Linked DNA regions of Oryctolagus cuniculus: region 1 is linked to region 2. The links are chromatin contacts, called in public Hi-C maps. All regions are on one chromosome and are shown on one strand. The core of a region is the stretch at or near the end of the contact, and the rest is flanking DNA. Distances in the headings are between cores, read along the strand shown.

Region 1 (3,295 bases), core at 310-2,809, 300 kb after region 2:
ACTCCCATACGGGCGCTACGTATCTTAGCTGCTACACCAGACTTTTTGAAGTACCTGCGTATACCCACCATTAGTGAATTATTCCTGTGGCTTTTTCCCTCTTCACAAGCCAGGAGCTTCTTCCAGGCTCCCCACATGGGTGGCAGAGACCTAAGTACTTGGACCACCTTCAGCTGCTTTTCCAGGCCATTAGCAGGGAGCTGGATTGGAAATGGAGTTAAAAAGTCCCTGTCTCTGGGAGAGGAACGGTGCTACGGTATTATCCACCCCTGAAAGAGTCAAGGACAAGGTCCTCTGGAGGTTTTAGGTGGTTTGACTTGGTGGGAGAGGTTGAGGAAGGGAGAGCACCCAGTAGTACTAAAGAGCACGGTGTGGATGCTCGGGAATAGACCGGAGGACACCAGCTACCTAAGGCGGTGGGGGGTGCTCGGGTGGGTAGGAAGCAGCACAGCGAGACGAGGGAGGGAGGGCTGAGATACCTGCTGACTTGGCAGTTTGGCCCGAGCTATTCTGGGCCCAAGGCTACCACCCTGTCCACAGGCACACTCGCAGCTTTCTCACAATGACTGTCCCAGAAGGCAGCGTTTGTAAAACTGGCTTCCGCTCGCCATCTTAGGAGGGTTTGGTTTCCACTGTTTTCATTGCTGCGATCCGGTCTTTGTGCCTGCCTTCTTTTTTTTTTTTTTTTTTTCTCTCTCTTTCTGTCTTTCTGTCTTTCTGTCTTTCTCAGGCAGAGTGGACAGTGAGAGAGAGAGAGAGAGACAGAGAGAAAGGTCTTCCTTTGCCGTTGGTTCACCCTCCAATGGCCGCCACGGCTGGCGCGCTGCGGCCGGCGTACTGCGCTGATCTGAAGGCAGGAGCCAGGTGCTTCTCCTGCTCTCCCATGGGGTGCAGGGCCCAAGCACTTGGGCCATCCTCCACTGCACTCCCTAGCCACAGCAGAGAGCTGGCCTGGAAGAGGGGCAACCGGGACAGAATCCAGTGCCCCGACCAGGACTAGAACCCGGTGTGCTGGTGCCGCAAGGCGGAGGATTAGCCTAGTGAGCCGCGGCGCCGGCCTGTGCCTGCCTTCTTCAGAGGCTCCTGAACTGAACATTTTCCAATGAGATTCAGAAAATGGAGGGAGGAAGGCGGTGGGGATGAACACGTAGGATGACATCAGAGGGAGGAGGAGACCCCTGTGCATGGGTGAGAGCCTGTCATTTGCTAGCAAGTCCAGCAGTCTCGCCTCATAACCCTCTCGGTCACAGCGCACGGCGGCTGAAGATAAAACACCCTGGATACTCAGAAGAAGATGGAGGGAGACGTCTTCAGGGTGCTCATGGAGAAGAGAGCAGACAGCGCAGCAGGCACCATCCCTGTAGTCAGGGAGTAGCTGGGCTCCCCCTCGATGTAGGCAAAGGGGTAACACACCTCAGTGCAGTCCAGCTGTGCATTTGTCTCTCGGCCCTGCTTCATCCGAGGGTAAAATCGAAGAGTCCCAACTGGAATAACAAATACATAATTCACATTCCCCCTTCCCTGCCCGCTTCGTGGTGGACTTGGCAGATTGTCAGGGCTGTCTTCATGCTGAACCTTGGCATCTGGCCGTGGACCGTACTTGGCACATGAGTTGAAGTCAACTCTCCACCCTTGCTCTGAAAGAATAACAAACAACTTGCTGACTGTACCCGATGAACTTCGTTTTTCTTAGTCCCTGCCATTCTGAACCACAGCAACCTGTGGAAGTGGCTTTGCACACACACACATGAACGCTGACCCTGTCTACTTTGACCTGTGAGCCCCTCCTCCTGTGCACCCTGTGTAGCCCTCCTGTGCAAGCCCAGGGCTCCAGGGCTCCTCTGACCGTGCAATGTTCAGTACCTCTCGGGGCAGTTTCAGAGGCTCATGGGACTTGCCGCACAGTATGTCTTTGATAATAACAGACTATCTTCCGCCTCCTGGTCAGCAACTTTAATATTTATTACAGGAGTTTTGGTGGCAGCCCTGACTGGCTGTCCGGTTGATGCAGAAGGTAGAAGGGGCATAATATTAAGCCCTGATTTTTTGCAGGAGTGTCATAGGAAGAAAAAAAAAACTTTTTTTTAAAGATTCATTTATCTGAAAGCTACAGAAAGAGAGAGAGAGAGAGAGATCTTCCATCCATTGGTTCACTGGCCAGTTGGCTACAATGGCCAGGATTGAGTCAAGCTGAAGTCAGGAACCTGTACTTTCTTTTGGGTCTCCCACATGGGTGCAGGGGCTCAAGCACCAGGGCCATCTTCTGCTGCTTTCCCAGGCCATTGTCATGGAGCTGGATCATAAGTGGAGCAGCTGGGACACAAAAAAAGCACCCATATAGGAGCAGGTAGCACAATGCTGGCTCCAGGAAGAAAAAATTTCTAATTGTTAGGATTATTTTCAGAAAGAAACTCCTAGAATTCCACAAGGACAACCCATGAAGAAGAATTTCCTTTGTGTGTGTGTGTGTGTGTGTGTGTGTGTGTTTTATTTGTGAGGTAGAGTTACAGACAGTGAGAGGAAGAGACATACAGAAAGATCTTCCTTCCGTTGGTTCACTCCCCAAATGGCTGCAATGGCTGGAGCTGCACTGATCTGAAACCAGGAGCCAGGAGCTTCTTCCCGATCTCCCACGTGGGTGCAGGGGCCCAAGCACTTGGGCCATTTTCCACTGCTTTCCCAGGCCACAGCAGAGAGCTGGATTGGAAGAGGAACAGCCGGGACTAGAACCGGCACCCATATGGGATGCCAGCGCTGCAGGCAGAGAATTAACCTACTGCACCATGGCTCTGGTCCCGGAGAATTTCCTTTGAATCAAGTTTATTAGCTAGAATTATCTCGGTTGCAAGCATCAGAAATCTCATATAAGCTGGATTCTTGTCTAACATGACTGGGATCCTTAAGTTGTGCAGGCTTCAGGCATAGCTGTATCCAGGGGTTCAGAAGGTGTCACCAGGCCATTCTCTTTCATGCTTGCTTGCTCTCTCTGTGTCTTGGCTCGGCTTAACTGTTGGCTTCATTCTTAGCTTTGCTCTTTCTCTCCATGGTAGCATCAGCACTGAAGGTCTCCATCATTCTCACAACTATGGATTTCAATGAACAAGGTGCCTCTAGCCATGATTTTAGTAGTAGTACTGAGAAGGGCTTTTGGTTGACCTAATTTGGATTGCCTGCCTGAATCAAGAAGGTAGCCAAAAGTAGGTAGTAGACCATAAGCCATTTCTCTTTGGCCACAGCTTGTTCGTGTGTCCCATGAGAGAAAGTCCCACCAGAATTAGATGGACTAGGATTCCTA
Region 2 (3,283 bases), core at 614-3,113:
TGGGAAGCAGCAGGTGTGCTGTGTGTCCCTGGAGACAGGTGGTTAGGCTTCCACGTGATCCACACCTGCCAGCCAGGCACAGCCATGACCCCAAAGGAACCCCTTGCAAGGACCTTATCTGAGTTGGAGGTTTCTCCTCTGAAGATGTGTGCATCGTGCCTGAACCAGCTTGCAGGATCTGCAAGGGAGGCACAGTGTGTGTCCTTTCCCCAATGGACCAGATCCTTCTGTTCCCTTCCACTTGCAGGACCACCCATGGGACCTGAGATTCTCCAGCAGGGTTTTCCAAACCTTCACCTGCACACAGCCCATCAGGGGACTCCTACTAAGCTGTCTCGAGGGTAAGCATTTGGCCCAGCGGTTCAGACATCACTTGAGAAGTTCACGTCCATAGCAGAGGACCTGGGTTACAGCCCCAGCTCTGCTTAGGATCCCAGCTTCCTGCTCATGGGCACCCTGGGAGGCAGCAGGTGACGGCTCAAGTAGCTGGGTCCCTGCCTCCAACATGGGAGATCTAGATGACGTTCCGGGCTCCTGGCTGCAGTCTGGCTCAGACCTGGCTGGCTGTTGTGGACATTCTGGGAGTGAACCAACACATGGGACTCTGTCCATCTATGTGTCTGTTTCTCTCTGCCTGTCACATAAAAAAAAAGTAATAAAACAAATAATTTACAAAGCTATCTCCAACAGGCAGTGTCTAAATCAGATGGTTCGGGTAGGAGCCTTAGTCTGCGTTTCTGATGGGCTCCCAGGGCAATGCTGATGCAGACAGATGTGGGATGAAGAGTCTGTCCCCAGAGTGCCTGGTGTAGCCCCCTCCCACCTCCCACCTGCTGGGAATAGGGGGCTGGGCTGTTAGCTGGAGAGGACCCTGAGGGCTCTGTCGGCTTCATCCCCAGCTGTGGGTCCAGAACCTAGCCAGTGCATGCGACACAGGAGGGCTGAGTAATTAGTAGGGTTTCTCAGCCATGATGACCCTTTTCTGGCATTTTCTGGAAGATTCACTGGGATGGCATGTATTACATTTCAGTTTGTAAGTGGTTCAGGACCTCTGCGAAGTGCCAAAGCTGTTTAAAACCATCCCAAACATCTCTTTCTCCAACTCATAAATCTGGCTCCACCAGCTCACCTGTGAAGGCGTCCACCTGTAAGCACATGGGCGCTTTTATGGTCCTGGGACACTGGACAATGCTGTTGTGGCCTCAGAGGGGTGGATGGAGACAGTGGGCTTCCTGCTCTGGGCCTCAGGGGTGTGGGGCGCAAGCTGGCCGATGACCCCAGAGAGTGGACCAAAGCAGTCCAGGCCAAGTATAAGGACAGCAAACTGACCCTGCGTCACGACTTTGGCCTCAACATTTGCCTGATGTCTCACTGCCAGTCTATGCAGGGAGCCACATTCCTCGCTCTTTCTTTTTTTTTTTTTTTTTTTTTTTTTATTCTTTTTTTTTTTTTTTTTTTTTTGACAGGCAGAGTGGACAGTGAGAGAGAGAGAGACAGAGAGAAAGGTCTTCCATTGCCGTTGGTTCACCCTCCAATGGCCGCCGCGGCCGGCGCGCTGCGGCCGGCGCACCGCGCTGATCCGATGGCAGGAGCCAGGAGCCAGGTGCTTTTCCTGGTCTCCCATGGGGTGCAGGGCCCAAGCACCTGGGCCATCCTCCACTGCACTCCCTGGCCACAGCAGAGGGCTGGCCTGGAAGAGGGGCAACCGGGACAGAATCCGGCGCCCCGACCGGGACTAGAACCCGGTGTGCCGGCGCCGCTAGGCGGAGGATTAGCCTAGTGAGCCGCGGCGCCGGCTATTCCTCGCTCTTTCACAGATAGTTTTGTTCCAAGAGAGCAAGGAGAGAAGCAGTTTGTTACCATGACAACTGCTTAGCGGGATTCTTAGGAGCAGCCGGGAGTGGGGGCACGTCTCGTCAAATTAGGTTTCCACCTTCAGTAATCTTCTTAGAGACCAAATTTCCCGGTACAGGAACCGTGTAGCCAGTGACCCATGAGAGACACAATGGTATTTTCCAGTGATTTCTGGGCGGGGCAATCCAAGAGGGCTTCCCAGAGGAGTGAAAATGAGTCAGACCTTAAAGTACTCGGATAATGAGAGAGACTATGTAAATGACGGTAGAGCTCAAGAGAGTCTACCAGGCACGGCTGTACAGCTTGTGCCTGACCAAGAGAGCAAGTATGGCCTCAGTCTCGCATCAAGTTGTGCACCCCTGGGTGCGGCTTCCTTCCCCCCGCCCGGACCCTCTGTCCAGGGTTCACAGGGCACCTGCGTGGGCGGGCGCCGGCCAGTTTGCTCAGGTCACCTGTGACCAGCGCATCTTCTCAAAGCAGTCAGCTGTGTACTTTCCCACAATGGCCCAGGGAGGGCGCTGCTCAGCTTCACACGGGACGACAAAGCCCTGCCTGCACAAGTGGTTCTGAGCATGCGGTTCGAACTGGAGCAAACCGGATCCTGGAAGCAACCGGTCTGCTATTTCCACCTCGGCTGAATTCAGTTAAATCTCTCGCCAGCAAGGACAGCTCAGCTGCCACGCAGGACCCGAGCGGGAACAGAGCCCCCTGGAACAGATCCCTCGTTGTCCCGAGGGAGCACGGGAGCCCCGCGTGCTGTGTGCCGGCTCCAGCAGCTTTCCCGCCCGGCAGTGAACACCACGCACGGGCAGATGATCCCGGGAAGCGTGGAAGGTTGCTCAAGGGCGGCCTTCTCAGTTAGGGCTCCACTGCGATTCAGGGTGCGGCTCCCTCCCTGCGCAGTGAGGGAGGGGTGTTTGGCATCTCAGACTTTTGCCAAGGTCACCCCGTCATTGTGATAACCAAATTCCCTTTCCATATTCGGATGTCTCCTTAAGGAAGGGTGAATCACCCCAAATGAGAACATCTGGACCCCCGTTTCTGTATGGAAAACAGGCTCAGTGACTCAGCTGGGGCCGCTTTCGCTAGCTTCTCCCTGCTCACCTCAGAGTGGTCCTCTCCTCAGCTTTCATCATTCTCTGGGTTTCTGAATTGAGGCCAGAGAACATTCTAGAACCGAGGGATCTGAGTTCACCCATCTTCTCCAAATGCTCTTATAAGCTGTCTTAGCTGTGGCTGCTGGAACAAGCACACCACAGGCGGGGAGCTTAAGCAACAGCCACTTATTCTCACAGTCTTGGAAGCCGGAAGTCCAAGATCAAGGTGCCAGCAGGTCCTGTGTCTCTTCCTGCTTCCCTCACATGGTGGGGTGGCAGGGATATTTGATAACTGATAGCTCATGTCTGTTCTTATAACGGCGCTAACTCCA

What was found. A called contact is a pair of places that touch in the nucleus more often than the background predicts.
Region 1: a contact with region 2 is called in a Hi-C map of an unstated tissue, with 5 times the contacts expected there. The contact joins two enhancer-like sites. A contact is called at or near these places in 3 of 6 Hi-C or Micro-C datasets (ear pinna, skin fibroblasts and an unstated tissue).

What each region holds. Positions count from the first base shown.
Region 1 is chr7:104,788,127-104,791,421 of mOryCun1.1, forward strand. All of the region lies in intron 2 of GNG12 (G protein subunit gamma 12), which reads left to right. Among named protein-coding and RNA genes, the nearest start is that of GNG12, 74 kb to the left of the region's middle. Within about 2 kb of position 1,560, at least 2 of the 8 cell types and tissues checked have an H3K27ac peak or open chromatin away from gene starts, as enhancers often do.
Region 2 is chr7:104,489,573-104,492,855 of mOryCun1.1, forward strand. No RefSeq gene overlaps it. Among named protein-coding and RNA genes, the nearest start is that of DIRAS3, 34 kb to the right of the region's middle. Within about 2 kb of position 1,864, at least 2 of the 8 cell types and tissues checked have an H3K27ac peak or open chromatin away from gene starts, as enhancers often do.